7 separate regions of the Mus musculus genome follow, and regions 2, 3, 4, 5, 6 and 7 are each linked to region 1. A link is a contact called in public HiChIP or PLAC-seq and promoter capture Hi-C data. All regions are on one chromosome and are shown on one strand. Each heading gives the region's core, a stretch centred on a gene start, on an enhancer-like site or on the middle of the called end of the contact. The rest is flanking DNA. Distances are from core to core; before and after follow the strand shown. Region 1 holds the start of Rhbdf2 (rhomboid 5 homolog 2). Region 2 holds the start of Cep295nl (CEP295 N-terminal like). Region 3 holds the start of Usp36 (ubiquitin specific peptidase 36). Region 4 holds the start of Nat9 (N-acetyltransferase 9 (GCN5-related, putative)). Region 5 holds the start of Mrpl58 (mitochondrial ribosomal protein L58). Region 6 holds the start of Jpt1 (Jupiter microtubule associated homolog 1). Region 7 holds the start of Gga3 (golgi associated, gamma adaptin ear containing, ARF binding protein 3).

Region 1 (4,354 bases), core at 621-3,120:
GGCTACACAGAGAAACACTATCTTGAAAATAAAAAAATAAAATAAATTTTAAAAATTCTTTTATTTATATGAGTCCACTATAGCTGTCAGACACACCAGAAGAGGGTATCAGATCCCATTACAGATGGTTGTGAGCCACCATGTGGTTGCTGGGAGTTGAACTCAGGACCTCTGGAAGAGCAGTCAGTGCTTTTAACCTCTGCTCTACCCAACCCACCAACGTGGCAGACTGGGGGCAGGGTGGTTAAGAGCAACAAGAGCCCAGAGACCTGGCTCACCTCTGAAAGCAGCTCTGCTGCAGCGCCCCCTGGTGGTGGTCTCTCCATACTCTCTGGCTGGGCGAGGACTTCAGAAAGAAAGACTGAGGCCATTGGTGCAGGGGCTGAGGATAGGGACTCCAGACCTGGGGGTACAGGTCTAGTTCGTTCCTCTGCCATTTCCTGCCTGCCGTAAGTTTCCACATCAAATCCCAAGTGAGGGGCTAACCCAGGCCCTAGGCATCTGTATCAGTGGCACCCCCTGCCCTTCTCCGGCCTGCTGTTCTTGTTCAGGAGCTGACAGGTCCGGCGAGTGCTCGTAGGTGGGAGCATGGGAGTGTTGGACAGGGTGTCATAAATGTAGGCCTTCGTACAGGGCTAGGTACGCGAACATGAAGAGTGGTACTCTACCAGGAAGTGGGTAAGAACATCACAAGATGGCACCACCCAGAGCCGAGTTAAGGGAGGGATATCTGGGTCCAGGAGGGAGATGAGGAGGCACAGCCCAGCTCCTATGGGCTCAAGGTGGCTAGAGACGTGGGCTAAGGAGGATAAAAGCCTGTGGCTTAAACTTGAGGGAGGGCCGGCCGTCACCACTACTAATAATAGCAAAGATAACAGCAGCTGCTAGTTAGAGCCAGGGGCCCCACAAATGCTCCCTGTTACTGCTACCACACAGAGAGGGGAAAGCTGAGACCGAGGAGGCTTAGGGGATTCATCTAAGACCACAGGAGCAGTCAATGGCAGATCAGGATTTGAACCCCCGGCTCTGTTAGCTGGAGTCATATATAGTTATTTCTCATTACAGCCAACAAAGCAAGTTACTTGGTCAGTATTGGCCAGGCTAGAGTATCCAAAGCCTGGGCCTGGGGGCTGTTCATGACACGGAGATGTGGAGGGCCTTCCTCTGCATCTATTGCCAGTTACTGTGAGAGCCAGCTTTCAGCCTTAGCAAGAAGCCTCTGTGTCCTTGGGTGCAGAGCAACATTCACAGTTTCCTAAGGGACAGTCCCAAGAACTAGCATATACCTCGGTTGCCTTTCCAACTGCTCTGTGTTTAGTCCTGGGGTGGTTAAGGGGACAAGACCCAACTTCCAGCAAGGACCCGGTCTGGCCTAGAAGGGATGCCAGGCCTGAGGAGAGATCATTCTAATGGACGAAGGAGAGACAGCAGCTAGAGAAGGCCAAGGCTTCCTAGACGATGTAGCTGCAGCGATCGATCGGGGATTCTGGAAAGGATGCAAGCCTAGTCGAGGCTCCTGGAGTCAAAGGAGCCTGAGGTCACACGAGAAAGAGAAGGGGAAATTGAGTGGTTTTTGCTTGGTTGTTATGGGGGTGTGTCCGTGTGAGCGCGTGTGTTGCTGGAGATCGAACCTAAGATCTGTGTGCTAGGCAAGTGTTTAAATGTGGCCATAAGTGGAGCAGCAGGAGCTACAAGCCCAGGCAGAAGCCGCGGGCCGACCACGCCCCCCGAAGCACCGCCCACACACCAAGAAGCCCCGCCTCAATGAGGCCCCGCCCACACCCAGTCCCCGCCCCTGCGCCCTCGCGCAGGTAGGGAAGAGGCGGAGCGCTGGCGCTCAGCCTTGTAGCCGCCGCCCCGCCGCTGCCCACTCTGCTCTCAGCCGCTTCCCGGGACGTGGGGCCTCCGAGAGGTGAGCACGGGGAATTGGGTGCGGCGGAGCTCGGGTCCGCTAGGCCGCGGGTGGCCAGGGATTCACGGGGCTGCCCCGTTCGGCCGCGGGGAAGGTCGGGGGCTGTGCGCCCCGCAGAGCGCCCTAGAGGCCGAGGCTGGACTCTGTGCCCGCGGGACCGCTGGATCCCTCCCGCAGATCCTTGGCCTCTGCTGGGACCAGGACGCCTAAAGGGGTTCCCCGGGGCACAGTCACCAGATGTCTGGGCGCGTGGTTTGCGCAAAAGTTTAAAAGCCCAGAGAGGAAGAGAGGGCACTGCCCAGTGTTGGAACATGCGACTCCGCCTCCAACCAGAAATCCCTTTTAGACCTTAAGACTATATTCCCCTGTCTCCCGGGTGAACTTCCAAAGTCCTCGGGCAGCGTTTTGTGCGTGGAGCTTCGCCGCCGTGGTAGTAACAGGTGCGGGGGTGGGGGATGGGGAAGGCTCACACCGCCAGAGTAGTCCGCGGCTCAGAAAGTGTACTCAGGAGTCCTGGCTTAAGGACCGAGGGGTTTGGAGAGTTGGGCCCCCAGCTGATGTTTCTGCATTGGATTGAAAGTTAGGGAGCGAAAGGTCTGTAGGGCCCAGGTCTCTACCACAACCCCAGGGCAGAAGGGAAGCCAGGTCCATACCTTGATTCAACTCCAGGAAACACCGAGCCGCGAGTCTGTAGGGCCGGGACATAGAGAGCGAAGGTGAGGTGTACCTGAGGGATTGCCTCATAGGTGGAGCGGTTGCTGTTTCTCAACCAGCTGCATTGGGGGTTCCAGTGTGGGTGACATCTTGTGGTGAAATACTGTCCCCAGCATCTATGTTGTGCTGTTGTGATTGTAGTCAGGGAGAAGAAAATGAAACTTGGTTTCAAGCAGTGGTTCTCAGCTTAGGGGTGCTTTTGCCCGCTAAGGATATTTGACAATCCCTGGAGACACTTGGCCATCACAGGTCTGCCCCACAGTACAGAATCTGGCCCCTCAAAAGTCAACATTGAGTGACCGTCCTATGACCACCAGCCCACTAGGGTACTTCTTGTGAATTTCTCTCCCTACCTAAGTTTCTCCAGGGGCTGGGAAGGGCCAGGACGAATCTCAGTGAGAGATAAAGAGATAGGTGGGCAGGCTTCGCCCTGGCTGGCCACTGGCCCTGTGGAGGAGAAGCTGGGAACAGTGGCTCTCTCGAAGCACAGGTCTGTAGTACTTTACCCAGGATAGCTTCAGACACAGGATAAGCTCAAGGTAAGCCAGAGTAGCCCTGGGGATGGAGGAAGGGCAGGACCAAGCTCTGTTCCCATGGAGTTTCCCAAAGCTGGATGAGCTGAGGTCTCCCGGATAGCGGAATGCCATGTGACCAACTGGAATTTTCCTTCTGAACACAGAACTGACTCCCCTAGCTATTTACACCAGGAAAGTAACATCCAAGGAATAACGGGTCCACTGATTCCCTGTGGCTCCTCTCTTTCCTTCCAACAGGATGGGTTGCCCCTGGGGCGGTAGGAATCCTGGTCAGGGTGAGCTCAGGCCCTGCTGTAGTATTTGCTGAGTGACAGTAAAGGATGGAGGCTGGTAAAGAGCTTTCCACCCACGGGGTCCCCCAAAACCGCGGAGTTGGGCTCCTGGGCTGTACTCTTAGCTTTCTGGGAATGGAGGTGAGGCTGTTGCTGGCTGGGTAGGTCAGGGCCAGAATCCTCTCTTCCGGCAACTAACATTTCCATCTCCCTTTGTCCTGTCTAGTTTTGGACACTTCTTGCTTGAGAGCCCTGGTGGGGTGAGAAGGGAGTGGTGGGACTGGGGGCGGGGCAGGAGTCTCGGGTTGGTTGGTTGGTTGATTGATTTTGGTCTTTTTAACCATAAAACCCTGATGTGTAGCTAGACTTGGTGGTGTGTGCTTTGATGTCCCAGCATTGGCAGGTAGTGGCAGGAGAGTCAAGAGTTTGTCACCCTCAGTAACAGAGTGAGTTTGAGGCCAGTCTGGGCTCTACAAGACCCTGTCTCAGAAACCCAGCAGAAGACCAGACCTTTACAATGTAGCAGTTACCACTACTGTATATGGCTCTGAAGTCATAAAGTTAAACACCCAGACCTCCTCAAAGCCACCTACCCCAAACCTGTAACTCTAGCTTCACTCGCTCATTCTGGTCAGTGCCCACCCCCACCCCCACCCTTTCTATACACGCTGCTGCCAGGGGAGGGGAGGAGACTTCCAAAAGAGCAGGGGTAAATCACCCCAGACTGGAGCAGGACGACCACTGGGGGCTCAGGCCTACTCTGGGCTCACTGATGTTTTTCTTGTGACCTGAGCTCTGGACAGTGCCCTCCTTGGTTGTGTGTCTGTTCAGCTTGTGTGTGCGGGATGCTTGCTAACCCCCCCCCCCCCAATCTGGAATTACAGACAGTTGCCAGCTGCCCTGGAAATGCTAGGAACCAG
Region 2 (4,354 bases), core at 659-3,158, 1.7 Mb before region 1:
GGGAATCCCCAGTCTCCCTCTACCCAATGTGGGGATTACAAGAGCTTGCCACTATTCCTAGCTTCTCTGTCTCTGTCTCTCTCTGTCTCTCTGTCTCTCTCTCTGTCTCTCTCTCTGTCTCTCTCTCTCTCTCTCTCTCTCTCTCTCTCTGTGTGTGTGTGTGTGTGTGTGTGTGTGTAAGACCCGGGGGCTCATTGGTTAGGCAGGGTTGGCTGTCCAGTGACTCCCATGAGATTCACTTCTTGTCTGAACCGTCTCAGCCCAGGGATTGCAAGCATGAGCCTCCAAACCCCCAACCCACCCCAGTTTGATGCTGAAGGTCAAACTTAGGTCCTCATGCCAACTCAGCAAGCACTTTCTCAGACTGAGCCAGCACCTCTCCAGCTTGCTGGTTGGATTAATATAGAGCTTGGGGTCTCTGGGAACAGCAAGGGAGGTGTCAGGAGAGCCAAGAAGGCCAGGGCCAGGGGTGGCAGCATCACCTTCATTCCAGAACAGACCCAGTGAGAACAATCATGGAAACCGAGAGCACTGAGCCTGCTGGGGCAGGCTGAAAGAGCCACCTGGCAAAAGTGCCAGCATATTCTAGAAGCCTCTCTCCAGGGACTTTTCTCTTGCTGAAGGTTTGATGTAAGACCAGGAAGAAGAAGATGAAAGAGACAGAAAGATCAACCCCAGGGCTCTGTTTGTGAGTTCTCCAGAGAAACAGAATCAACAGAGAGAAGGCCCGGGCTTTGGAGTGGGAATGGGGCTCCCACAGTTTGAAAGAGCCCACACTGGTATCTGCAGACCAGAAAGCAGTGGTGTGATTTCATCTGTGAGTGGGGGTGGATAGTCTCTAGAGAGCAAAGGACAAGGGACCAGGAGGAGCCCAGATGGCTGGAGACAACAGATATTCATTCACACCCGACATCGTCTGGATCCCCAAGCTTGGACACCCGTAGCCCAAGCAGTATGATTCAAAGTTAATCCCATGCAGAAACACCTCCACATTTACCAGCTCGCTGGGTGTCCCTTAGTTCATTAACCAGCTGAGTATTCCCCGGTTCAGTCAAGTTGACACAGAAAATAAACCATCACAAGAGTGTGAGAAAGGGGACCGGAAAAACAGAGGCGGCTTTCGTGGAGAAAGTTCCTCGTGTGGGGATAACGCATATGCTGGTCCAAGTCAGTGGGCAGTGGCTTTTCCAGGGGCTCATTCCATCCGGCCACAGCCTTTGGTTCCAGGTTCAGCTCCTCTCATCTTGCGTTCTCCACAGCTCGGCCTGCCCTGCCCTTTACTTTTCCTCGATAGGAGGAACTTTAAGCTTGACTCTTTACGAAGCCACCTTCCCCAAAGTAAACCCTCAGTGGTCTTACTTTTAGAGGATGCTCCAGCACAGTCAAGGATGTCTAGCTTTGAGGTCTAAGGAGGTTTAAGAATGAACGAGGAGCCGGAGCTAGGATTCTTTCTTCTCCTGCCTCAGTCAGCTTCTCAGAGCTGTTGGGAAGTAGCCCATACCCTCTGCCCGAGTCCAGCCAGCTGCTGTCTCTGCACGAAGAGGGATGGGAAGCGCCTGTCCTTGAGATCTTTACGTATGTTTGTCCTCTTAATGTTCTGACAGCTGGGGTGGGAGAGCACAGCCTGAGGAGGTCGTGATGCTGCCAGTCTGAGGGGAGGGAGCACTCCTCCAGGCTGTGGCTGTGAACTGAGGCTTTCTACATTGCTCATCAACACCTCTTCAAACAGACTGCTTTCAAAAAGCTCACAGTCCCTGCCACTTGAGACAAATCTCTGATTGCTTTTCTCACCTGGAAACTTGTCCTCTGGCTGGCCTGTCTCTGTATCTGACCTCACCCCTGAGGTGATGTCACAGCACCACAGCTCTGCTGTTCCCATGGCAACAGCCTCCCTTGGTTAACCAGACAGGGCAGACAGGGCTGCTGGCAGAGGTGGGGAGTGGTAATTCCACCTAACCTGGGTCAGTGACCCCTGAAACCCCACTTGGACCACCTTAGGACAAGATTGCGGTGTCTGCCCCTTCTCCGCTGGGAGGGGGGGTCTTTTGTGCCGGCTGTTGGGGGAGAACGTGTGACCAGGCCACGTGACCTGATGCAGATTTAAAAGTCCGTCTTACCAGCAAGAATAGGTGCTGACAGCGGGGGGCTGGGGGTGGGAAGACAAGATGCTCTGAGGAGTGGGAGGTGTCATGACATTAAGAATGGCAGCTGGGTGCCCCTGAGCTGGCTAGGGACTTGGAAAGGTGGTGAACACCACCCCTATATTTAGTAAGGCCCCACCTGCATCAGCCACAAGTGCCCCTCTTGATTGGTGGATGCCTGAACCCTGAGGTCAGAGGGCAGCTTACCACAAGGTCTGTCTGCGGGGATCTGAGCTTGTTCCTCACCCCCTCAACTGGCTGCCCTGCTCTCCTGGTAGAGCATGGGGGAATGGTCAGATGTCCGCGTGTAGCCCCACCCCCAGAATCTGGGTGAGAAAGGGGCTGTGAGCTTGGCTAAGACATACTTTGCCACGCCTTCCCCAGGAGAGATTCTGACACCACTTCAAAAAAAACAAAAAACAAAAACGCAGCCCAGCGCCTTTAGGAATGACCTTTCTCTGGAACTTAGCTGAGGGAGGAGGGGCCAGAAACGGGCCATGAGGCCGCGTACTGTGTCGTAGAGTATAGAGAAATGGGGTTAGAAACATCTCTGATGTTTATTTCACCTGGGCTTGGCTTGGATGCCTCCAGTGATGGGTGTCTCATTGCCTACCCAATGATTTTAAGACAGCTCCATAGAAAGTGCCTCCTTTCACCCGGCCAGCCTTTGCCTCCCTGTAATGTGTCCTCATTGGCCTGGCTCAGTCATCTGGAGACGCATACCGTAAGTACCACCCTCTCCCCACATAACTGGCCGAGCATCTGGGTGGTCCTCACAGCGATGGGAGAAACTGCTGTCACTCACTTCACAGATGAGGGGCTGAGATAGCATTGATCACCACCTCTCTCTGGGCGCACAGTGTACCACCTGCCCTCCTCCCAGATCCTCCAGCCCTGCAGAGGTTTCTGCCTTTTGTCATTGTCCTGAGATCTTGCTAGCATTCCTGGCCTCTTCTCTCCTTTCTCAGAACCATCTGGGAAGAAACTCTTTGCATGTCCGACTCTCCCTTGCTCTGCTGACATTTAGTCTGGCTGTTGTTACTCAAGCATCTATACATTTCTTATTATCTGGTATATTCCTAGCCATTTCAACACTTAAATGTGCTCCCCTGCGCCCCGCCCCGCCTTGCCCCGCCCCCAAAAGGGTTTCTTTGTGTAGCCCTGGCTGTCCTAGAACTCACTCTGTAGACCAGGCTGGCCTCGAACTCAAAACTCTCGCTGCCTCTGCCTCCTGAGTGCTGGGACTAAAGGCATGTGCTACTGGGCTTGGCTGTCACACTTTCGATTTGTTGGTTGGGCTTTGTGACACCAGAGGCCCACATCAGGTGTCTTCCTTGCTTCCGTATATATCGAGACAGGATCTCTCACTGAACCTGGAGCTCACCAACTTGGATACCCTGCCTGGCCAGTGAGCACTAGGGCTCCCCCAGTCTCTGCCTCCCCTATAGTGGGGTCACGGGCATGAGCTGCTGAGCTCAAGTATTTTGCATGGGAGATCTGCACTCAGGTCCTCTTGCTCACACAGTAAGAGCTTTGCTGACTGAGCCACTTGCTCAGCCCCTCATTGTGCCTTGAAAATGATTATCCCGTGACCTTGTCACAGACACTTCTCATCCCTTTGACATCACAGACCCCAGTCTGCCCATCAGCTTCCTGGACCTTAATGTTGTCTTTACCTTCAACATTGGCCTGAGCTCCCTTCAAGCCAGGTGCTGTTCTCAGTGACAGAGGCCATATCATATGCTGCTGAGACACCCTGACTGTGGAGACAGTCTGTGGAGACTGAGGGCCCAGCAGCCACATCACCGAAATGCCTCTCTTTATGTCTGAGCCCGGGATGTCTGGGCTGTCCAGCAGAGGATTAGATTCTTCTCAGACTGTGGACAGAAATCACCCTGGGGCTCTGAGTGGCCGTGTGGCTCCCAGCCACAAACAGTGCTTGGGTCTCCCAAGCCCCCATACTCTGACTGATGGAATGGGTGAGATTTGCTTGTCTTCCTTTTGCATTCTGTCCTGTCAGGTTTGACCGGGGATACAAGCTGTTGAAAGAAAATCTTTGTGATCCGGGACTGGTGGCACAAGGCCTGTAATCCTAGCACTGACGAGGCCGAAGGAGGAGGATCGCAAGTCGTAGGCTAGCCTACAGTGAGACCCAATATCAACAGAAACCACACAAGAGCCGCCCAAGCTGGAGACTTGCAGCTGATTTTCTG
Region 3 (4,354 bases), core at 679-3,178, 1.7 Mb before region 1:
GGAAGGAAAGAAAGAAGAAAAGAAAGAAAGAATCCTTACAATATCTTTGCTGAATGAATCTGCCATCTGCCCAAATGGTCAGAGTTAAGTTTTCCATCTCTATTTAAATTATTCAATATGTAATCTGGGATCTGGACCTAAAAGAGATTTACAAGTGTCAAGTATGCACAATGCACAAGCCTACCTTGTCTATGAGTTAATAAGACCTTCTTCTGTTTGAGGCTGGCTCTTCCCTGGGCATTGGCCACATCCAGTTGCATGTAAAAGTATGTTCTTTACAGATCTCGAAGTGTGCAGAGTGATTTCTCACTGAGAAGGGATTACATTTCTATAACACCACTGCACTAGGGGGTTGGGGGGCATCTGGGGATTGCATTTATTTATTTATTTATTTATTTATTTATTTTGAGACAGGGCTTCTCTGTGTATCCTTGGCTCTCTGGAACTCACTCTGTAGACCAGGCTGGCCTTGAATTTAGAGATCTGCCTGCCTCTGCCTCCTGAGTGGGATTAAAGGTGTGTGCCACTATCGCCCAGCCTGGGGACTAAATTTATTACCTGCCAACTGAGCTACTGACTCTGAATTTTATTTTATTTTTTTGTCCCCACAGATCAAGCCTCCAAGTAAGAGAAATTTGCAAAGTAACAGGCTAATTAGAACAACATCTGGATTAAAAACCTAGGTCTTATGCCAGGTGCCAGCTCCCACACAGGAAGCGTGCTAAAACAGTGAATTTCCCAGGAACTGTATCAGGCTCGGGACAGCAAAAGCAGTAATTCATTGTAGCCAGCCTAGAACAGTGGGTTTATAGAGCCAGCTCCAGCCAGACACAAAGAGTGGTCAGAGAACAAAGAAGTCGGTCTAAATAAAGAGGGAGGATTCTGGGACTGGAACTCAATAGTTAATAGCCCCTACTTCTCTTACAGAGTACCAGAGTTTGGTTCCCAGCCCTCACACTGGGAGCTCACAACTTAGAGCTGCCTGTAATTCCAGTTCTAAGAGAGGATGAGACACCAGTGGCCTCCACAGGCACCTACACTCAGATATTCTTCCCCTATACGTATGTAATTCAAAATCTTTTTAAAACTAAGAGAACTTTTTTTTTCTAATTTAGGTCATATGTGTCTGCCACATGTAGAGTTACATGAGATTTTGAACCACCACTGTATGGGTGCTGGGAAGTCCTTGGAAAGAACGACAAGCCATCTTAACCTCTGAGCCATCTTTCTAGCTCTAAAAGGGACATTGGTATAGGCTAACAGGATTTGGTCTTTGCCATTACTACCCCATCAGCCCCCACTCCCACCCCCTTTTTTAAAGACAAGGTTCTGCTACGTGGTCCAGAAGACATTCTCCAATGATCCTCCAGCCTTGGCCACTTAAGTTAAGCGGTGGAGTGGCTATAGCCAGCATCTCAAGGATCCCAGAGATGACGTTTAAGTTCTGATCATCCCCCACCCCCTCCACTCCTCAGAGTTGCAGAAACTGCTTTCTTGTGCCACAGCGCCTGTTTCATGCAGTGATGGATGGAACCCAGGGCCTCATTCCATGCCCGGCTTGCTAGGGTTTTTTTTGTTTTTTTGTTTTTTTTCAAAAGGACGCCTGCAGGTAAGAACTAACGAACGGTGAATCTTCAAAGCCTCGGTGGCTTGCACTGAACGTGAGCCCTGAGCTCCTCGCCGCAGCACACTGGGCCTGCGCACTGGCAATGTCAGGCACGCAAGCGGAAGTGACGCCACTCGCGTACACCGCGGGAACCACGCCAAGCCGCAGCAGGGTCTCTGGACTCCGGGACGCTTCCGGAGCTTTTAGCTCTACGCGCTTGCGTCATCGCGTAGACTGGCAGGCCTGCGGGGCGGAGGGGTGACGTGTGCGTCGCGAATAGCAGAGAAGGGAGGGTCCAGGGAGACAAGTCGCCGTTAGCTCCGCCTCTTAAGGCGAACGTGCCCTTCACGCGGACTCAGGGAGCACATTGCAGTGCGGCTCCTTTAAACGTCGTGGTGACACGTGTGTGAGGCTCTGGAGGCCCGGATGGTGCGCATGCTGGCCCGGCCCGGATCGGACGCTGGTGCTGCGCGGGCCTTCCGCGGGTTCCCGAGAGGCCTAGGAGGTCGAGGTCGGGCGCGGCGGAGCGCAGGAGCTTCCGCGGGGCTTGGGACGAGGAGGGTGCGCGTTCTACCCGCGGGTTTTGGGGACTCCAGCGAAGGCTGACAGGTGCGTGCGTGGCCGGCGAGGGCACCGGGGAACGCAGAAAGAACATCGGACGCAAGGGACAGGGATCGCCGGGAAGGACAGGGCGTGAGAGGGGCGTAGGGCAACACTGGAGAAGGTTGGGGTGCGAGGGACTTGGAGGAACAAGGGATGCCAGGGACTCCGAGGAAGGGACAGGTGATGTGAGGGGTGCCTGTAAACCCTAGCGTAGCCAGGGAATTGCATCAGTCTTCATCCCAGGGAGCTTCTGGAACGTGAGGTCGCTGGGATCGCGGTTGTTCTCTCAGAGCGGGTTTTCCTTTGAAGGTTCCCGGAGCTGGAAATCTTAGGGTGGAGGTATAGCTGTAGTCCATTTTATAGACTAGGGCAGGGTCAGATCCTTAACACGGATCCACACCGAAATGTAATAGCAGGATAGCATTCTAACCAAAATGCCCATTGCTTATGGTGTGTGATTGTGTGTGCGCGCGCGAGCCTGCCTGCGTCTGTGGCGTGACCCTTGGTGATGGAGATGGTGGAATAGCATCCTAAGACAGGGAGGCACCTTGGATGCCTGAGGATGCCAAAGAGCATGTAGTTCAACTGTTCCCTGACTTGGAATGCTCTGCGGTGGGATGCCTTGGAGGCCCCAGCTCTGTCTTCGCCAGCATGTAAGTGACCCTGAGAATCTGACTTGAGTATTTCTTGGAAAACAGCTTAAAGAGCTGAAGGAAATGCTTTGTTTAAATGACATCTGTCAGAAGGGAGGAGCCAGGCTTGAGTTCCGAATTAGATATGTAAATTGGGCGTGCAGAGTATCCTAGTCCTTGAGAGACCTGGGTCGAGGAAGCATCCCGGTTGGCCTGAGAGTCACACGTGCTGCGTGTGCATGTTAGAGGGTTTGCTGGGAACTACACGAACATTTTTCTCGCTCCTACATCACATAGCCGTATCTTCCAGGTAGAATGATAGACACTTTTTTCCTGCTATAGCTTCAAAAATGATCTTGGCTGAGTAGCCTGCCTTGGTCCTAAGGCCCTTGTGGCAAATGCCTTTGGGTTAGTGTTCCCATTTGCTCATCCCTGAACCATGTTGGGCCAGGACAAAGTTCTCACCTCCCCGTAGGGAGGCATGTGTGGTTTTGAAAATGATGTTTGTGTGGTGGGGATTTTCAGAAGCCAGGCCACCTCCCATCTGCATTCTGTTGGGGGTGGGGGCGTTGGTTAGATGGAGTTCTGAGGCATTCTGCAAGGCAACCTGGGAATGAAGAGGTGAACCAAGATTGGTCAGGCAGTTGTCTTAAGCCCTTGATGGTGGCATTGTGCTGATTGTACCATCCTTTGCATCTGTGTGTGTTTGAATGGACGGAAAACACTTAACTTTTTGGGGCCAGCCGGGAGTGATGGGGCCAGCCGGGAGTGGTGGTGCACACCTTTAATCCCAGCACTCGGGAGGAAGAGGCAGGCGGACTTCTGAGTTCCAGGACAGCCAGGGCTACACAGAGAAACCCTGTCTCGAAAAACCAAAAAAGAAAAAGAAAAAGAAAAAAAAAAACCTTTATGGGGCCAAGTTGACGGTGGTGGGAATTGAAGAAAATGTTTATAGTTAGAAAATTAGGATTTCACATATTTAAAAAAAAAAAACAAACAAAAAACACCTTCCTGGTTAATGAAAGGGGGGAAAAAGTTTGAGGTTTTTACCTATTCTTCTCCACTTGTAACTTTGGACATGTTATTCAGATTGAAGTTGCCCTGTGTGTATGTATGTGTGTGTGTGTGTGTGTGTGTGTGTGTGTTTGTGTATAGTGTGAGGATTGTGATGTAGAACAGAGGGTGGTGTGTTCACGTCATAACTACAGTGATCTGTGAGCACTGTGTCCTCTGGACTCATTGTGAATTCAGCATGAAGAGGGATTTTTTTGTTTTTAAAGACAAAGTCTCACTACAGAGCCCAGGCTGGCCTTGAATGCTTGATCCTCCTGTCGCAGCTTCTTGAATGTTGGGATTAGAGGCAAGCATCTCTGTGCCTTGCTACCTTTAACCTTGATGATAACCTGGTTTTTTTCCTGGCACAAGGTCACAGTTCACACAAGAAAGCCACTAAAGAGACAGCGGGAGAAGCCACTCACAGGTGACAGTCTCGTTCTTCACCCTCCAGGTGCTG
Region 4 (4,354 bases), core at 1,006-3,505, 1.4 Mb after region 1:
AGGCCTAACTGTCCAGGCGGCTGTGGCATCACAAGGTGGCCTGAGTGGATGATTACATGGTGAAGGCACAAGGAATGGGGACATAAGGTACTTTCTTTCTAAAACACAGTCACAGCAATAACTCACTTCCTCGTCTCCAAGTCTGTAGTGAGTGTCAGAAAAAGCAGGAACTGTGGCAACGTGTAGGGACAGTGCAGACATCTTCTTGCTGACAGGGGATTCTAAGAACTATCACATGATTGCATGGACAGGGTAACCATCCACTCCAGCACTTTCCCTGGTGAGCTGCAGCGGTGAAGTGTGCATGCGTGTGTGTGTGTCTGTGTGTGTGTCTGTGTGTGTCTGTGTGTGCTCTGTGGCTGCCTATGAACAGCAGGGCACTGCTGAGACTAGAAAAATCCTAAAAAGGCGGCTTGTGGAGAAGAGCCGCTTTTCCTGGTGACAGCAGGTACCAATGTGAGTCAACCCAGGTAACTCACGATTACCTCCAACGACTTACCCAGTGAAGGCCCCGTGATGCAATAACCACATAACCACAACCAACTGGATACAGCACCGAGAGAAGATAAACTGAGTGTGTGTGGGGGGAGTGCAGGGGCCACGGAGCCGAGACAGAGGGGAATCAATCGCTCTAATTGTCATAATTGCATGCTCTACCAAACTGCAATTGGGAGACTCTGCAGTTCACCACCTCTTTCAACATCCAAGACCACAAGAGTTGTGCAATTTAGAATTTAGCGAAGGAAGAAAGAGGCTGCTGACTACTGAGAGGAACACAACTCCATGGCGACAGCTGTTGGTGACTGCCCAGCTGACTGGCAGAACTGTGTGTCATCTGTGGGAGTCCTGAGATAGATATTATGGGAGACTAGCAAGTTAACTACTATTTGGCTTGATGCTCTCTGATAGGTGTCTAAAAGGAGAACTGGCCTGGAGAAACAGCTCAGCAGTTAAGAGTACCTGCTGCTCCTGCAGAGGACCCGAGTTCACTTCCAGCACTTACACTGAGCAGCATCCAACCATCGACAACTAACTCCAGGGCATCTGGTGCCCTCTTTTGGATTTGACAGGCATGCACATATCCATACGTAGACACATCATTTAAAATAAAAGCTTTAAAAAATTATAAACAAATGAGGAACGAGCCTGATATATAGAGTCTAGCTAAGACAGCTGAACCTGACTGGAGCTATGTGGAGTTTCCGTTGTGTTTTTCACCAGGGTCTATTTAAACCAGGGCCATAATTAGTATAGTCCACAGATAGCAGTGGGCTTCTCTAGAAACCAGGAGCATGGTGGTGAGCAGAACACATTTATGGAGAAGAACTCACATAAGGAGAATAGAGCTCTCCGGTCTCTGTGATCTCGCCTGCCATCTCCAGAGAGTGAGGAAGGGCTGGCCCAAGAGGTTACTTCTATGCAGTGGCAGCAGCAGCCGCAGCTCCTAAGACAAAAGAGTAGACTTTAGTTCTCTAACTGCAGAGATGAGACTGGGGGTGGGGGGTTTGCAGTCTGCCGCTTTCACCTGTAGCCCTTTTAACTCAGACACTTTGGTCTCCCTATCTGCCATGAGACAGCCTTGGTGGGACGCGGCTTCCTGGACCATGTCTTCTAACTTGATTTGCTATGCAAGGCACTTCTCGGTGCCTGGATGCTGCTCACACTCCAAGTGACTGAAGGGGCTTTCCGGGCCTCTAAGCCTCACTAACCATCACAGCCCCCTTTACCCTAAAGTGCTTACGTCCGTTTCATTATCTATGAGCTCACTACTACACAGGACAGCCCACACAGCTGTCTGCTTCTCCGCCCACAGCGGGAGTCAGCTTTTCCAAGGTCGCCCCTCCATCCTAACTCCTTGTCCCAAAGCCTCTTCTTTTAAATGGGGCCTCGCGCACCGACACCTGCCTTTTGCTTTGCCTTAGGGTTTCCCACCCTTAAGCCTCCCCTCTCTTCTCCAGAGCCGGTCCCTCAGTCTCCCCTTCCCCTCCCTTCCAGGTGAAACTCTAAAATTCACATCCATCTTCACCCTGTCCTGCCCTCCTGCCCGTCCCAGACCTGCAGCACAGCTAGCTTCCAGGCACAGTGGCCACCGCCTCCAGCTCTGCAGCTGCCACCCGGCACCAGCGGCCCCGCACCAGCGCCCGCTACGCGCACGCGCACGCTTCCCAGTCCCCCGTCCAAGCGAGCGCGTGGGGAGGGGCGCAGTGCGTTGATTGGATGCCTCGCGGGGGCGGGGCCGGGATTGGGCTTTGCGGCTGCCGTCTGCCTGGCGGAAGCGGACAGCAAGCCCCTCTACGCGCATGCGGAAAGCCTGTTTCTCCGGGACAGACGCTGACGCCTGTCGTTGGGGACGCCTTCCTCGGCAGGGGGTGGTTGTGAGCTTTGCAGTTTGCAAACTACAGCGCTTAGACGGCCGAGGAACCACGCAAAGGGCTGAGGCCTGAGAACTTTGAGTGGGGCTTGGGGACAGGAAAACGGAAGGGCCAGAGCCGAGTGACGTGGACTCTGGACGCTGGAGGCTAGGGTTGGAAACAGGTTAAAAAAAGGATTAACAGGTCATTTGGGGGTGGACGGGCATGTTGTGTAGGAATGGGCTGGAAACCGAGCCAGAACTTGGCCCCTGGGTGAGAGCCCAGATGTATTGACCACTTCGGCTCTTTCTCTTACAAGAGTTTTAGAATCCCCGTTCTTTCACGTAGTTGTGAGGGGAAGGCAGGACGCTCTTCTGTCAACATAGCTCCACTGCTACAGAAAGAGTTCCACCCTGCGTGGGAAGACACTATGGGGGCTCTGAAGTCTTTAACTCTCCCCACTAGTAGGCAGCTACAATGAAGCTGAATCAGAACACCATGCTAGTGGGCAAGAAGGTGGTCCTGGTACCCTACACCTCCGAGCATGTGCCCAGGTAACTAACTCATTACCCGACTGGTTGTAGCGTGGAGGGCAATTGGAAACAGGGTGCCTTAATCTAGGAGCCTGTCTTGTTTAACAAACGTCACTTGTGTGGTGCTGTACACCTTTGATTCTGGCCCAACACTTGGGAGACAGAGGCAGGTCCATCTCTTCCGTGAGATTGAGGCTAGCCTGGGCAATATAATAAGTTCCAGGCCAGCTAGGGATACTTAATGAGACTGTGACTCAAAGTGGGGGGTTGGGGGTGGGAATTACATGCAGGAGGAATAAAGCTGAAGTGGAGGGCTCATTTTTCATTTATTTTCCTTGTCATCCATCTCTCTGCTTTCTTTTTGGCTTTTCAATGAGGGATTACATCATCTAGATGTGTGTGTAACAAAAAAACAAAGCCATGTCTTCTTCCCTCGTTCTAAATTACTTATGGCGTTCCCTGGTATCCTCTGGAGACTTAACGTGTGCTTGTCCCAGATGTTGAATTCATTATTTTGATGCCTACTGTTTAAAGGCCAGAAGTGAGATTCAGGGACTCTTTGTGAGGTTAGTTGGCAAACATCTGACAGATTGAGAAGCTGGCTCTGTAGGGGACAATAGTTTTGCATTGGGGAGATCTGTCACCCTGCCTTGTAGAGGTCTCCTCAGCCCTCTTTGCTGGGCTGGACTGGCATACCCTTACCCTCAGGAACTGGGGGAGTGTTTGGTTTTATATTACCTGGGTGGGAAGCTGGGCCCCTAGAGCTACCCTCTCTGCTGCTGCCTGAGAAAAGAACCTACCTTTCCTGCCTACCCATACCCACTTCACCTCAGAAAGCACAAACTCAGACTTTTTGTGGTTTTTCTTTTTCTTTTTTTGAGTGGGGTATTTTTTTAATCGATTATATATTAACTGAATACCTACAATGTTTTTGTTTTTATCCCCCCCCCCCCCCCCGAGATAGGGTTTCTCTGTTTCTCTGTGTAGCCCTGGCTGTCCTGGAACTCACTTTGTAGACCATGCTGGCCTCGAACTCAGAAATCCACCTGTCTCTGCCTCCCAAGTGCTGGGATCAAAGGCGTGCGCCACCACTGCCCAGCTACAATGTGTTTAGACATAGAGTGAAAATGACTAACGTCCTTACTTCCACAGCACTTATCCTGTGTGGGCAAAACCAGAAAAGAGCGGATGTCACATCCGTATTTTATTTTATTTTTAAATTTATGTATATTTATTTAGAGACAGGGACTCACTGGGTAGTCCTGGCTGGCCTAGAACTATGTAGGCTATAGAAAGAGACCTACCTGCCTTTGCCTCCCTGGTGCTGGGACTAAAGCATGCGCCACCACACCCAGTGTCAGATTCTTGTTTGTTTGTACCTTATACTTCATTGCTGCTTGGATATTGTAGTGTTGAGAGCCTGGCATAGAATACTCCCAAACAGAGCTTAAACACTTCCTCCTCTTCCTG
Region 5 (4,354 bases), core at 610-3,109, 1.2 Mb after region 1:
TTACCCCTGCCCCCCGCCCCCAGACGATTTCATCCTTCTAAGCTGATGGAAAAGCCATTAATACTGGTGACTCCCTACTTTTGGGCTCCAGTAAACCTCTGCTCACTACAGTCCCACAGACCCTGCTTGTTCTCAGTTTACTTCCAATCCAGTAGGGAAGAATCCTCTAGACTTTCTTCAAAAGATGCCTAGGACCTAATCACCTTCAAGGCTCCTATTGCTTCCAGCCTGCTCATCCTGTCTTGCCTATGTTACTGTGACCTATATTACCGCAATCTCCTAACTTACATTCTAGCTGTTGCCATTCTCCAGGCTTCTGTCTGTAACACTGTGTAGCAGTCAATCTTGTAAAACTAAAATGTATCATTCTATTCCTGGCTCCACCCACTTCTCTCAACTGCCTCACTCAGCCACACTTGTCCAGCATGCTACTGTTCTGAAATGGTTGCACCTGCTCTGCTGGGGACACTCATCTCCCCAGTATTCTCATGTCTTCCTTCCAGGTCTTTGTACGTGACAAGGTCTCATATAATCCAGGCTGGCTATGAGCCAATTGATTTTTCCTGCCTCTGCCTCAAGTGCTTGGGTTACAGATTCAGGCCACTGTGGCCCATTCTTCCAGGCTTTTCCCAGATCACTCTACCTAAAACTTCAATGCTTAGCTGGGTTTGTTGGTATATGCCTGTAATCTCAGTACTTGAGAGGCAGGAAGATCACTGCAAACTAGAGATCATCCAGGGCTTTTAAAGAGCTTTTCTCACAACATGTATCAGTACAGTGATACATGCCAGTAATCTTTACGCGTGGGAGATGAACGTGGAAGGATCAGGAGCTCATAGCCACCCACAGCTATGTAGCAAGTTCGAGTCTAGCCTAGGCTACATGAGATCCTTTGTCCAAACAAACAACAAACCTACAACTGTTATTATCTCTAGCTTCACCTTTGCCTTCTGAGTCTTACTATCTCTGAAGTATCATATTTAGTGTTACTTGGGTTTATTCATTTATTTTTGTCTGTCGCCCTCCAGTATACGAGCTTTACAGCCTTAGGATTTCTGTTTTACTACTCTCTGCCCCAAATTAGCACTGTGCTAACAGCATGCTCTCAAAAGATGTCTGCTGAATGAGGTGCGAGTGGATGAATGAAAATACTTGATGCTCTTTCAATCCTACAGGTGCAGCTCAATAGATGCTCTCTTTCCTGCTCAGGCCCCACGCAGTACCACTACATGACGCAGGCTAAACATGGACCCTTAGGGACCAAACCAGCTTTGTCTCAGGCTTCCTAACGTTACTAGGGTCAAAAGACTGGGTAACGTCCCAACTTGCGGATCTCAGGTTTTACTACTTTCAAGGTCCATAATGCACATCTTCCCATATAATGTGAGCCTGAAGGCCGGGAAGCAAACGTGGACAAACTAACGATCTAGAAAGACGCGTATGTGGCGGCTCTCTCCCAGGGTCTGCACTACCCGAGCCACGAGGGTTGCAATCACACTCTACAGTCCCAGCACATCCCGCACCTCCGGCCGGGTTACTAGGGCGATCAGTTCCTCCTGGGGCAACCAAAACCTTGCAAGCCGCCCGGCTTCCTCGCGTCACCTAGCAGCGGGAGGAACCGCCCTTTCCGTCCCGCCTTTCTCGGCTCACCGGGACCTTCCAGGCGGTATCCGCGCCCTTGGACTCGGGGTACAGCTTGTCCAGGCTGTAGATGCTCTGGAACGTGGTGCCGTCTACCTGTCTGTGCAGAGCCCGGCGAGCACAGCGCGCGGGCGGCGCGAGCAACAACGTTCCAGTTCGGCTCAGGCCCCAGCGTAGGCCCCAGGCGGTCGCCATGTTCACCTCCCAGGACCGCTTCCGGTGCTCACTCTTCCGGCGGTCCGCCAGCCTTGGCTGAGCTGGCTCTTAAGTTCCGCCGGGTTTCTCGGGCTCCGGGCTGTCCACCTTGGCGGTGATGGTGGGAAGTGGTGCGCACCCAGCTGACATCTGGTAGAGGTTGACCGGCAGATAGAGACCACCTACGGGAGATTTTTCTTAAAAAGATTCCTGTATGGGTCTGACTGAGCGGTGCTCACCTGCAGTCCCAGCACTGCTCTCAAGGCTAAGGCAGATGAGAGCCTAACCTAGTCACATAGCCCCTGTCATAAAAATAATACATACATGGCCAGGCGTGGTGGCACTTAATCCCAGCACTTGGGAGGCAGAGGCAGGTGGATCTCTGAGTTCGAGGCCAGCCTGGTTTACAGAGTGCGTTCCAGGACAGCAAGGGCTATGCAGAAAAAAAACCCTGTCTTGAAAAACCATAAAAAAAAAATAATAATAGTACATACATACACACATACATACATACATGGCCAGGCCTTAATCCTTGCACTTGGGAGGCAGAGATAGGTGGACCTAGGCTAGCCTGGTCTACAAAGTGAGTCCAGGACAGCCGAGGCTTCTATACAGAGAAACTCTGTCTTGGAAAAATCATTTTAAATGTGTGTGTATGTAAACAAATATATAAATGCATAAATACATAAACAAACACTGGATCTAGCATCCTAGAAACACCCTTTTCTCTTTTTTGAGTCTGTTCTCCTTCCCTGGACCCTTGAGCAACCTAACTAGATACAGCAAGGACGACCTTACCTGCTAAGCTCGGACTTTCCCTGCCCTTTCCTATCCCTTGTTCAGTGTGAGCCACATTCCTAACTTGCTTTAGATAGATGAGTGGATAGACAGTCAACCAATCTTTGTGTGTTCGATTTTGAGCTTAAGGGTTGGTTTTGTGGTATTTATTTAGGCAGGTTTCAATTATGTAGCCCTAGCTGGCCTGGAGCTCACTATATACAGCAGGTTGCCTGCCTCTCAGTCCAGAGCATTGGTATTAAAAGCTTACCCAACCAGGTCTGTCTTTTGCTTGTGTTTTGAGACAGGGTTTCAACCTATTTAGCTCAGACTAGTCTTGAACTCCTGACCCTCCTGCCTTCACCTCACAGGTGTTCAGATTTGTACCACTACTCCAAGGCCCAGTCTTATGTTCTAACATATTGCCTGTCTCCAAGTTAGAATGTAAGGTCTCTGCTGTATCCCAAACATGCAGAGTGTGTCACATCACAGACATACCACGACTGTGGGTCAAGTGAATTTCATGGTAGTTCACGTTTTTGTTGTTCTTTGGTTTGGTTTTTCTTTTTCTTCTTTTTTTTTTTCCTCATGACAGTATTTCTGTGTAACCTTGACTGTTCTGAAACTCGCTCTGTAAACCAGGCTGGCCTTGAACTCTTAAAGATGCACCTGCTCTACCTCCTGACTGCTGGGATCAAAGGCAAGTGCTACTATGCCCAGCAGCAGTTCATTTTTGTAAGTTGAGTTTCAGTCAAGTTGAATCAACTTCAGGTTTTTTGTTTTTATCTACAAAACAGCCTTATAAGCCACTCACACCCATGTGAGAGTTGTGATGAATGGCTTTGCTTATACCCAGCCAGGGATGGGAGGCAGATCACTGGAAGTGGTTCTAAATACAGGCATCTTCCCTCCTCAAGCTTTAAGAAGCAGCATAGTGGATTCTTCTAGCCACTAAAAACAAACTGGAGGTGGTTGGAAAGATGGCTCAGTGGTTAAAGAGCACTGACTGCTCTTCCAGAGGTGCTGAGTTCAATTCCCAGCAACCACATGGTGGCTCACAACCATCTGCAATGGGGTCTGATGCCCTCTTCTGGTGTGTCTGAAGAGAGCATTGGTGTACTCTTATACATAAAATAAATAAATCATTAAAAAAGTAAAAAAAAAAAAAAAAGCAAACTGGAGAAGTAGGTACAGAGTTCAGAAGACTGCAGGCTAAGTAGGGTTGTTTCATAGTGGTGTTAAGGCAGTAAATTGGAATGCTAAGGCTACAAGTAAGACAAGAAGTGTTTGAAGGTGTCTAATCCTTGGCTAAGTTCCTTGGTTGAGGTTGTGAATAAATGAAAATAGATGTCAATAAATGTTAGTAATTGTTAGTAATGCTTGTGATTAACTCATAATGAAGAGCTTGATTTTTTTTTTTTTTTGAGACCGTATCATCACCTACAAACATACACCCCTGGGACAATTGAAGTATTCCCCAGAGACACTGGCTCATTGAGACAGGAAACTGTCATGGAAGCAAGCCTTTACAGTCTCTACATTATTGGAAAGATAAACCAGCCCCCAGGCACTCCGTGAACTCCAAGGATTGGCAACTGACATCTTCCTTTGGGGCTCTGGCTCGGAAGGAGTCTCCTGGGTCCTTCCCTGACTGACTTAGTCCCAGAACCTCTGAGGGAGCTGAGCCGTTTCCATAGTGACTGGAATATGCTGCTCCGGGGAGCAAGCCCAGGCATCCATT
Region 6 (4,354 bases), core at 1,046-3,545, 1.1 Mb after region 1:
GACTGCTCTTCCAAAGGTCTGGAGTTCAAATCCCAGCAACCACATGGTGGCTCACAACCATCCGTAATGAGATCTGATGTCTTCTTCTGGTGTGTCTGAAGACAGCTACAGTGTACTTACAAATAAATAAATCTTAAAAAAAAAAATTTTAAAAAACAAAGGGAATTCCAGGACAGCAGGGCTACGTAGATAACACAGAGAACAAAACAAAACCCCTGGAATTTCAGCACTTTTTCTGTTACGGACTCTTTAAGATTGCTTCATTAGGTTTCCCAGTCCAGCCTGGTCTTCAGAGTGAGTTCCAGGACAGCCAGGGCTACACAGAGAAACCCTGTCTCAAAAAAAAAAAAAAAAAAAAAAAGATTGTCCTAAACTGGACAGTGGTGGCGCACGCCTTTAATCCCAGCACTCTGGAGGCAGAGGCAGGTGGATTTTTGAGTTCAAAGCCAGCCTGGTCTACAGAGTGAGTTCCAGGACAGCCAGGGCTACACAGAGAAACCAAAAAAAGAAAAAAAAGAAAAAAGAAAGAAAGAAAAGAAAGAAGGAAAGAAAGATTGTCCTAGTGGTGAAAGGTCTCATTCATCTCCACCCAGAAGCATGGAAAGCTGAAGGCTTATTTGGGGCGTGGAGAAAACATTGTTATTTCCTACACGTTGGTCAGGTTAAAGAGCGGATTTACGGTTTTTGTTAGCCATCTACCCTGCATAGTGGCACTGCCCTATATTGCCAGGAGTAGGGAGGAGTGCTGGTGTAACCAAACATTGGGACGGTACTAAAGCATCGGCAGCGGGATGTGGGGTGATGGTGTAGCACAGGCTAATCCAGTTAGCGCAGGCTAATCCAGGAATTCTTTTCATTTGTTTCTGTTTTTTTTTTTTTTCCTAGACGGGGGGGTAGGGGTGAGGGTGGGTGGGGTGGGTGGGTGGGGGGGTGGGGGTGGGGTGGGGGGGGAGTTCTCTGTGTAACATCTTTGGCTGTCCTAGACTCTTCTGCCTCCTTAGTGCTGGGTTCAAAGGTGTAGACCACTGTGTGCCCCCCGCCCTTTTTGAGGCTAAGAAATCTTGCTTCTGCCTCCAGGGTGCTGGGATTAGGGGTGTGCAGCACCCCCACCTCGGACCTTAAAAAAAAAAAATTCCCTCTCCAACACGGTTTCTCTGTGTAACTCTGGCTAGCCTAGAACTCGGAGATCCACCTGCCTCTGACTCCTGAGTTGGTGCTGGGACTAAAGGATTAAAGGCATGTGCTACATCGCCTGGCAAAAGATTTACGTTGTGTACATGTGTGTGCCTGCATGTAACTGCCCAGGTCAGGGAACTGGAGCTACAGTTTGGAGCTGCCCTGTGAGTGCTGGCAACTGAACCTAGGTCCTCTGCAGTACTAGCATATGGCCTTAACACGACATCCCTTCTCTCTTTCCTGCTTTCCTTCTCTGCCTCCCCCTCATTTCTTTTTGACAGGGTCTCACTGTTTAGACCAGACTGGCTTGAAACTCAAAGTGATCCTCCTGCCTCAGTCTCCCAAGTTAAGGCATTGCAGGGAAGTGCCGACACATCCTGCTGAGGTAGCTTTCTATTTAGGTAGCTAGGTAGTGTGTATGTGTGTGTGTGTGTGTGTCTCAGTGCGTGGGTGCGTGGAGGTCAGAGGTTCAAGAGTTGGGTATCCGAAATAATCAAACTCAGAGCTGAAATCAACCAAGTAGAAACAAAAAGAACTATACAAAGAATCAACAAAACCAGGAACTGGTTCTTTGAGAAAATCAACAAGATAGATAAACCCCTGGCCAGACTAACTATAAGGGACAGAGACAGTATCCAAATTAATAAAATCAGAAATGAAGACATAATAACGAAGTATATCTTAAAATAATTATTCTGCTTGTTGAGTATTAACAGTTGAAAATATTAAAATCATGTTCTACAAAAAAAAAAAGAGAGTTGGGTCTCTTACACGTTGTGGGTCCTGGAGATTGAACACGGGTTGTCATGCTGGGTGGCAAGGGCTTTTCCTTATGAGCCACCTCGACAGCCCCTCAAGTAACTTTTTAAAGTGACCGTGAACACTTGAGCACCACCAGATTGTCGAGGGCGTGGAGGAGGGGAGACCACAGCGGCCTTTCTCTGTACAGGAAGGGGGCGGGGCTTAGGCCGAGCCGTCTCCCGCGCAGCCCGTCCTGACGCCGATCTATGATTAGCACTGTAGCTAACCAATAGAAATGAAGAGATCTTTTTAAATTGCCCAATGGCGGCATGTGGAGGGTGGGCCCTATTGGCTCTATAAAATGGGAGTCCGGCGAGCCCCGCGGCGGTAGAAGCTCGTGGAGCCCTGGTGGTTTAGCTTTTGGAGTCGTCTGCGCCTGTTGGTCCCAGTCCCCCTTGGCGTTTTCAGGGCCAGCCTACCTCGCCCCTTGGCGCCATGACCACTACCACTACCTTTAAGGGTGTGGACCCTAACAGCAGGAACAGCTCCCGGTAAGGCGACAGGGTAGGGCTCGAGCCCTCCAGGGCTTGTGGGGACCGCGGGGCGTTGGTGGTAACGGGCCGGGAGCACCGCGCTCGCGCCCGGGGGAGGGTGGCAGAGTAAGGAGTGGGCGCCGCTTTGTGCGGCAGGACTGCCTCGGCTTGTGGCCCCGCCCCAGTCGTCCCTTCTATTCATTTCTCCCCGGTAACGACAGCTGAGGGGGACTGTGGGTGGCGGCCCTTTGCCGTACGGCAGGTTGGAGTCGGTGAGAGTGTGCGGGAGGATCTTCTTTCAGCCACCCGCGGCGACACTGGTCGGGTCCAGGATGGTGGGCTTGGTCTCCCAGGAGCCCAAGGAGCCTGCAGGGCCCTGGGCCCATTGTCCCACATGAGGGCCATGCGCTCCCGCTTCTGGCTCGGGCGTGTGCTGGCCCCGGCCTTGGGCGCTGCGAGCAAATCTGAGCACTGATCCGGCTGGTCTGCAGGCTCTTTTCCTCGTGGTGGCCCGCCGGGGTGTCCGTGTCTGCGCAGCAGGTGCACCTCTGGTAGGGCGGGGCTGGTCATCCCCTCCCTCCACTTCCAGCCCTGGACAGGAGCTCTCTTATCAAAGTGCCTCCCTGCGCCTAACAAAGGAGAGATCGGGTCTCCTCCCCCTCCCCACGCCCACCTCCGAATGCGCGGGGCCGTGAGCCTGCTCAAATGGGTTTTCTGCGCTCAGGTCCTCGGACCTCTGCCCTTCCATGTCGCCTTCTTTACTTCTCCCATTGACTTTGGCCGAATGAGTTCACCCCAGAGCAGGCTTCTCTTGGAGGAGGAGGTTGTCTGTGCTTGGGCGGGGCTAGGGAGCCATCCATTGTCTCTCCAGTAGTATGTAGTATCCCTTCCTGGAAGCTGGGATCTTGCTTGTCCCCAGTACACTGCATTTTGGGAGGAGCTCTGTGACTGGACTGGGACCCGTTTCCTACCCCTCACTTAACTTGGTGAAGATATTTTGTTCAGCGGAGGGAGTCCATCTACATCGTCTCAGCTAGTGGCACACAGTCCCTTAAGTTGGCTTTCAGGCATCTCTTTGATCTTCCCAAAGGCTTGGTTCCATGTTCTCTGGCCATGTATTTTCCATTGATGATGACCCACAGTTGAGTGTGACCAAGCCTTGGGGTCCCGACCAAGTGGCACAAAAGGGAGCCATTTTGTGGGGCTAAGAAGGCAGCGTGGAACAGCAGTGTCTCTCACAGGGGCTTGACAACTTGCTGACAAAAAGCAGCCTCCTTGAGTAGTCTTATGAGGAAGCTGGGGCAGCTACAGACTGCTTTCAGTTTCAGGAAGTAGTAAAAGAATTGGTGTGATGGAAGGGAACTGAAGGGGTCAGCGCTTACAGGGCGGGGCAGAACTGGAGATTAGACCTAGGAGACTGGGTCACTCCCTCTTGTTGTCATCCTTCAAATGAGGTAATTTGTTACAAAGGACACAGGGACAGATTGAGCCCTGGGTTTTTGTTTTGTGTGATGAGGCCAACTTTTCCTGGTCTGACACTGGTTCCTGGCAAGACAATGTGTAATCTGGGTTTTATTTTTTGGGACTCAAAGCTCAGCTCCAGGCTTTGTAGAGCATTTCAGAGCCCAGGGCCTTTCATGCGTGCTTGACATGAGACAAATACAACGTGTTTGCAGCCTCCTTTGCCACTGCTTGCCCTCCAGTGTTGGTGCTAAGGTTCTCCCCGACTCCTGAAATCTGACCAATTCTCTTCACCCCCTTTCTTCAGTAATATGCTTGCTCTGCAGCCTCAGTGGTGAATGCTGTGCTGGGGTGATGGGAGTCGGGATGGAAGAAAGGAGTTAATTTTTAAATTGCTGTCTGTGCTATGACATTTTTGGGTCTTAACTCAGCAACCTTGAAGC
Region 7 (4,354 bases), core at 1,036-3,535, 1.0 Mb after region 1:
CTCTGGGCACTCCCGTCACACACTCCCACCCCGACCCGTCTCACACACAGGCTCCCCACTCACCTGGTAGAAATGGCCCCCTTTGAGGATCGGCACCAACCCAATCACAGGCTCACAGTTTTTGAGTGCCTCGTGGAAGATCCTGTAGGGGTTCCGTTCAATGGTGGCCTGTTCCTCCGCAGAGGCAGCACGGTACTTTTCAAACTGCTTCCTTTTCACAGCTTCCAGAGTCTGCAAGAGACGGAAGAGGCTGCTCGGGCCCTAAGTTTAACCAGCTCACCTGGGAGTGCTGCACACTCATGACTGCACGGGGCGCTGGAGGCAGGAGAGTCAGGAGGTGAAGGTTATCCTCAGGTGCACAGCAAGCTCAGGCTAGACTGTGTTCCACGAGACCCTCTTTCAGGAAAGCCAGAGTTTAAGTGCCTCCTGCTCTGCTAGACCATGACCCCAAGAACAGGCCGAGATTATTTGTTCTTGTTTTGAGACAGGGTTTTCCTGTGTAGTCCTGGCTGTCCTGGAATTCACTGTGCAGATCACGTTGGCCTCAAACTCACAGAGATCCACCTGCCTCTGCTTCCCAAATGCTGGGATTAAAAGTGTGAACTACCACCACCCAGGCAAGAACTTTTTTTTTTAATGTTGACAGAATGGGAAACTTCTGGGGACTCTGTGTAGCTCTGGCCGGGGTGAAACTAGCTTTTGACCATCCTGGCCTCAAACTTTTCCCAACTCTGCCTCTTTTATTGTTAGGTTGTCCCCCCACCCCACCCCAAGACTGGATCTTAATATACAGCTCTGGCTGTCTGGAACTCAGAGATCTGCCTACCTCTGGCTCTGTTTTGATTGTTTTTAAGACAGGATCTCACTAAGTAGCTCTGTTCCAGAACTCACTCTGTAGCTCAAGCAGGCCTGACTTATCTCTGCTTCTCGAGTGCTGGATTCAAATGCCTTCTCCAGCGATGGGATTTGAGGTGGGCACCACCAATCTCAGATCTTGGAAATTTTAATGGCAGGAATAGAAACCTGTTTTCTAGTTTTGAAGCCATGGTGTAAAACGCAGACACCAAGCCTGAGGGAAAAGAAAGACAAGCTGAAGAGGAAGAAGCGGCCTTACCTGAGCCATGAGAGACCGGGCCAGAACTTTGTTGCCTCCCTTCATCATCATGTTGGTGAATTTGCTTCAAGGAGAAAAACATGGTTAGCTTTCCCGGGCTGTACTCCGGATCCCTCAGCAGAAAACTGCCCCAGGTGAGTTCCAGCCCACAGCAGAGGAGCATTTGCGCCAAACCTGATGACCGGGTCTGCGAACACCGAGCTGGTTTCAGTCGCGGCCGCAGCTTTGATAAACTGGGTTTTCTTGAGCTCCTGGTCATACTTCTCCTCTTCGGTGAGTTCCGCCACCGGCTTGCGGTAATATTCCTTGTCAATCAAGGGCTCCCGGAATTCGGGGGCATAGCGGCTCCCCCTCACCTGTGTGAGCCTGGGAGTGGGGCGAGGAGGAAGCAGACAGAACCCTACGGGTGAATCTGTGACTCCACAAAAGTGAACAAGCTTGACTTAACAGTAAGCCGCAAGTGCCATCACGCTGACGAGGGACGGTGGCGCTGGGACCGCCTGCTAACCTGACAGCAGTTCTGACCCTTGTCCCAAGAGGTAGGCAGCCCCCACCCCGAAACTGGCCACTGTTCCGTCGCAAGCCAGTTCTCCGATCTCTAGCAGGGCCGCACTCTCGGCTCCGGGTAGAACCGATCTAGGTCATCCCGGCCTGTCAGGCATAGGACAGGGTACTAAGCCCCCAAACCGGCCCGTTTAATGGCTGGAGTCAGCCATCTCGGCGCCCCGAGTTAGTGCCCTCCCGCGCCAGAACTCAGCGCAGCTCGCCTGCGGCTTCTTTCCTTTCCCCAGGTCCTCCCGTGAAGGTCCGAGCGGCGGTCCCGGCTACGCGCTGCCTTCTCACCCTGGAAGGTTCCAGACGGCGCACCTCACTCCCAGGGCCAGCCCGGACCAGCGAAGCGGAGCGCGCAGCGCGGGGGCAGCCATCTTGGCCGCTGTCAGGACCTCGGAGGGCTGCCCACAGCGCGCCTGCGTGAGTGAGCGACAGGACACGGATGAGAGCCTGCGCACTTTCCTCGGGCGTGGGTTTCCCTTCAGAGGTTCCCTCTGAGGAAGAAGCGAAGACACATCCTCGCCCTCGCGGCCTCCGACGCGGTCCGGCGCGCCCGTGGACCGCAGCCCTCGGCGCGCTCAGGCCCCCATGCGGGCCCCGCCCCCGCCCTGCTCGCGCAGAACCTCGCGAGGCTTGAGGGCGCAGGGCCGGACCGGGCGGCTGCAATATGGCGGAGGCGGAAGGGGAGAGCCTGGAGTCCTGGCTGAGTGAGTATCCGGGGCCGCCTCTACCTGACCTCCAACCACGGGCCTGCCTCCTCCCTCCCTGCGCCATCCCCTCCGCCGCGGCGGCCCGCGGCAGTCCACACCCGGCGTCGCCTCGCGGCGAGCATCCGGCGCTCACACCCCTTGCGAGCAGCGGCCCTTCCCCGCCGCGCGTCCTCAGGCTCCCGCGGGTGACACCTGCAGCGCGAGATCCTGCAGGCCCGGAAAGCGACACCCGGGCGCCTTGGGCTGACAGGCGGGCGTCGTGGGGAGGTTGAGGTGGGGCTGCACCCAGCCTGTGCTCTGGGACCGGGCATTGGACAGGTCCCTCGGGGAGGGTTGAGCGGTGCCACGCCGCACACACAACACAGCTGGCAGCTTCCAGAGTGGGACCATCCTCAGTGAGGATGCTGGAAGTGAGAATTCATTTCCAAAGCGCGACTACAGGGAACAATATACCACGAAGCGTGCTAAATATGTACTGAAGGAACACACATGCGCGCACACACACACACATATATGCACGCACTCATTTTAACGAGATAACCCGCTCTTGAGTAACTCAAAAAACAATGACTGCTGCTATATCGACGTGTTGCTATCTTTACTAATTTGTACATTGCTCCAAAGGAATAAGGTTTAACGTTAGCGGACAGTTCATCCAGGTTATTTAGTAAGGGTTAATAAGGCTGGTTAATCACGCCTTATCAAGGGTCAATAAATTAACTTTACTAAGGGCTAGCCCCGGGAGAGCCTCTGAAATGGAGACGAATCAGGTAAGACGTCTTTGTAGAGCCCTGAGCTGGAAATCCTTTACGGAATACAGTTGTCTCTTTGATGTCTTGAGTGTTGTTCCTAGAGGCATGGCCTTCCTTAAGAACTACTGTTCAGGAGATTGAAATTAGCTTTAAGGGAAGCTACATCCCAAAAGAAAAGTAAGATCACAGTTGCAGTGTCTGATGTTTGCGGGCAGGGCATAGAGCCATCTCCCTATATGTGACAGTTCTCTGGGGAGTGTACAGTGCTGGATTACAGGCATTGGCTAAAATCATTTACCCAAGGATCCCAGTGTCCAGTCAGCTGTGTATAGACCAGGCTGGCCTCGAACTCACTGAGATCCTCCTGCCCCTGCCTCCCCAGTGCTAGGATTAAAGGTGTGCACCACCACGCCCAGCTCCCCTTCTTGAAAGATGAAAATAATTGGAATTGTAGACCCAGTATCTCACTTAATGAAACAGGTTCTGTGGCCACAATTCAAAGAGGACATTCTGCCTCCACTCAGACCGTTTTCCTGGAACCGTGTGACTGGGTAATAGCCAGAGCAGAATTGATTCACCACACAGACGGTAACAGGAAAAATGGAGTAGTATAAATGACCTAAGCTGCGCTAAGCAGGGTTGACTTAGGTGTTTTGTCTTTGTGAGACAGAGTCTCAGGACGCCAAGGCTGGCCTTAAACGCCTGCTCTTTCTGCTCTATCTAGAACTGCTGGGATTTCACCGTCTGACTAGACAGTGTGACTTATACCAGTCCGTTGAACCAGTCAGTGCCATCTTTGTGAAGGTCCTTGTCACCTCCGGTTTGCCTGAATTACTGCAGCAGCCTCTCCTTGGTCCACTCTGCATGCTGTTCCCAAGAGAGCAGTTATAGCTTACCACCATTCCAGGGCTGCCACCCCACTACCCTCCTCCCAGTCTGTCTCTGGCCATTACCTGCCTTTTCCTTTGATGGCCTGGTGATGCTTTTCCCACCAGCACACACTGTTCTCATTAACCCTGAAGCCCTCTTATCCCTTGCTTAGTTATGTGCTTCAAACCTATCTCAGAATATCCTTCCTTACAAACCATCTCTTGATGACTTCAGCTCTCTCTCGAGGCCCGCTTGGCACATTCAGCTAGTGTTTAGCAAGTAGTGAGTCTATTTTAGCCAGGCATAGTAGTGCACACCTTTAATCCCAGCACTCGGAAAACAGGCAGGCAGATCTC

The links. Promoter capture Hi-C pulls out the DNA fragments that hold promoters and counts their contacts. HiChIP or PLAC-seq counts read pairs in DNA pulled down with a chosen protein or histone mark.
Region 2: a contact with region 1 is called in a promoter capture Hi-C map of pre-B cells, with 2.4 times the contacts expected there. The contact joins the promoter of Cep295nl here to the promoter of Rhbdf2 in region 1. A contact is called at or near these places in 2 of 39 promoter capture datasets (hippocampal neurons and pre-B cells) and 1 of 115 datasets of contacts at active chromatin or transcription factors (pancreatic cancer cells).
Region 3: a promoter capture Hi-C map of liver shows a contact between it and region 1, with 4 times the contacts expected there. The contact joins the promoter of Usp36 here to the promoter of Rhbdf2 in region 1. A contact is called at or near these places in 2 of 39 promoter capture datasets (liver and pre-B cells).
Region 4: a contact with region 1 is called in a promoter capture Hi-C map of pre-B cells, with 2.7 times the contacts expected there. The contact joins the promoter of Nat9 here to the promoter of Rhbdf2 in region 1.
Region 5: a promoter capture Hi-C map of liver shows a contact between it and region 1, with 2.7 times the contacts expected there. The contact joins the promoter of Mrpl58 here to the promoter of Rhbdf2 in region 1. A contact is called at or near these places in 3 of 39 promoter capture datasets (liver and pre-B cells).
Region 6: a contact with region 1 is called in an H3K27ac HiChIP or PLAC-seq map of microglia, with 5 times the contacts expected there. The contact joins the promoter of Jpt1 here to the promoter of Rhbdf2 in region 1.
Region 7: a promoter capture Hi-C map of pre-B cells shows a contact between it and region 1, with 4 times the contacts expected there. The contact joins the promoter of Gga3 here to the promoter of Rhbdf2 in region 1. A contact is called at or near these places in 3 of 39 promoter capture datasets (hippocampal neurons, liver and pre-B cells) and 1 of 115 datasets of contacts at active chromatin or transcription factors (embryonic stem cells).

Annotation. Positions count from the first base shown.
Region 1 is chr11:116,621,736-116,626,089 of GRCm38.p6, reverse strand. Rhbdf2 (rhomboid 5 homolog 2) reads left to right here and starts at 1,870. Exons shown (of 19, transcript NM_001167680.2): 1 at 1,870-1,912.
Region 2 is chr11:118,340,088-118,344,441 of GRCm38.p6, reverse strand. Cep295nl (CEP295 N-terminal like) reads left to right here and starts at 1,908. Exons shown (of 3, transcript NM_021440.2): 1 at 1,908-2,129; 2 at 2,769-2,865. The region is part of intron 1 of Timp2 (tissue inhibitor of metalloproteinase 2); the gene reads left to right.
Region 3 is chr11:118,287,818-118,292,171 of GRCm38.p6, reverse strand. Usp36 (ubiquitin specific peptidase 36) reads left to right here and starts at 1,928. Exons shown (of 21, transcript NM_001033528.1): 1 at 1,928-2,215.
Region 4 is chr11:115,185,300-115,189,653 of GRCm38.p6, reverse strand. It overlaps Nat9 (N-acetyltransferase 9 (GCN5-related, putative)), which reads left to right and starts at 2,255. Exons shown (of 7, transcript NM_025400.4): 1 at 2,255-2,535; 2 at 2,817-2,905. The coding sequence starts at 2,829. It overlaps Tmem104 (transmembrane protein 104), which reads right to left and starts at 2,167. Exons shown (of 10, transcript NM_001033393.2): 1 at 2,056-2,167; 2 at 1,332-1,444. The coding sequence starts at 1,376.
Region 5 is chr11:115,401,257-115,405,610 of GRCm38.p6, reverse strand. Mrpl58 (mitochondrial ribosomal protein L58) reads right to left here and starts at 1,859. Exons shown (of 6, transcript NM_001347645.1): 1 at 1,651-1,859. The coding sequence starts at 1,836.
Region 6 is chr11:115,512,334-115,516,687 of GRCm38.p6, reverse strand. It overlaps Jpt1 (Jupiter microtubule associated homolog 1), which reads left to right and starts at 2,295. Exons shown (of 5, transcript NM_008258.2): 1 at 2,295-2,468. The coding sequence starts at 2,413.
Region 7 is chr11:115,601,847-115,606,200 of GRCm38.p6, reverse strand. It overlaps Gga3 (golgi associated, gamma adaptin ear containing, ARF binding protein 3), which reads left to right and starts at 2,285. Exons shown (of 17, transcript NM_173048.3): 1 at 2,285-2,373. The coding sequence starts at 2,334. Mrps7 (mitchondrial ribosomal protein S7) reads right to left here and starts at 2,061. Exons shown (of 5, transcript NM_025305.3): 1 at 1,958-2,061; 2 at 1,289-1,480; 3 at 1,115-1,178; 4 at 64-231. The coding sequence starts at 2,040.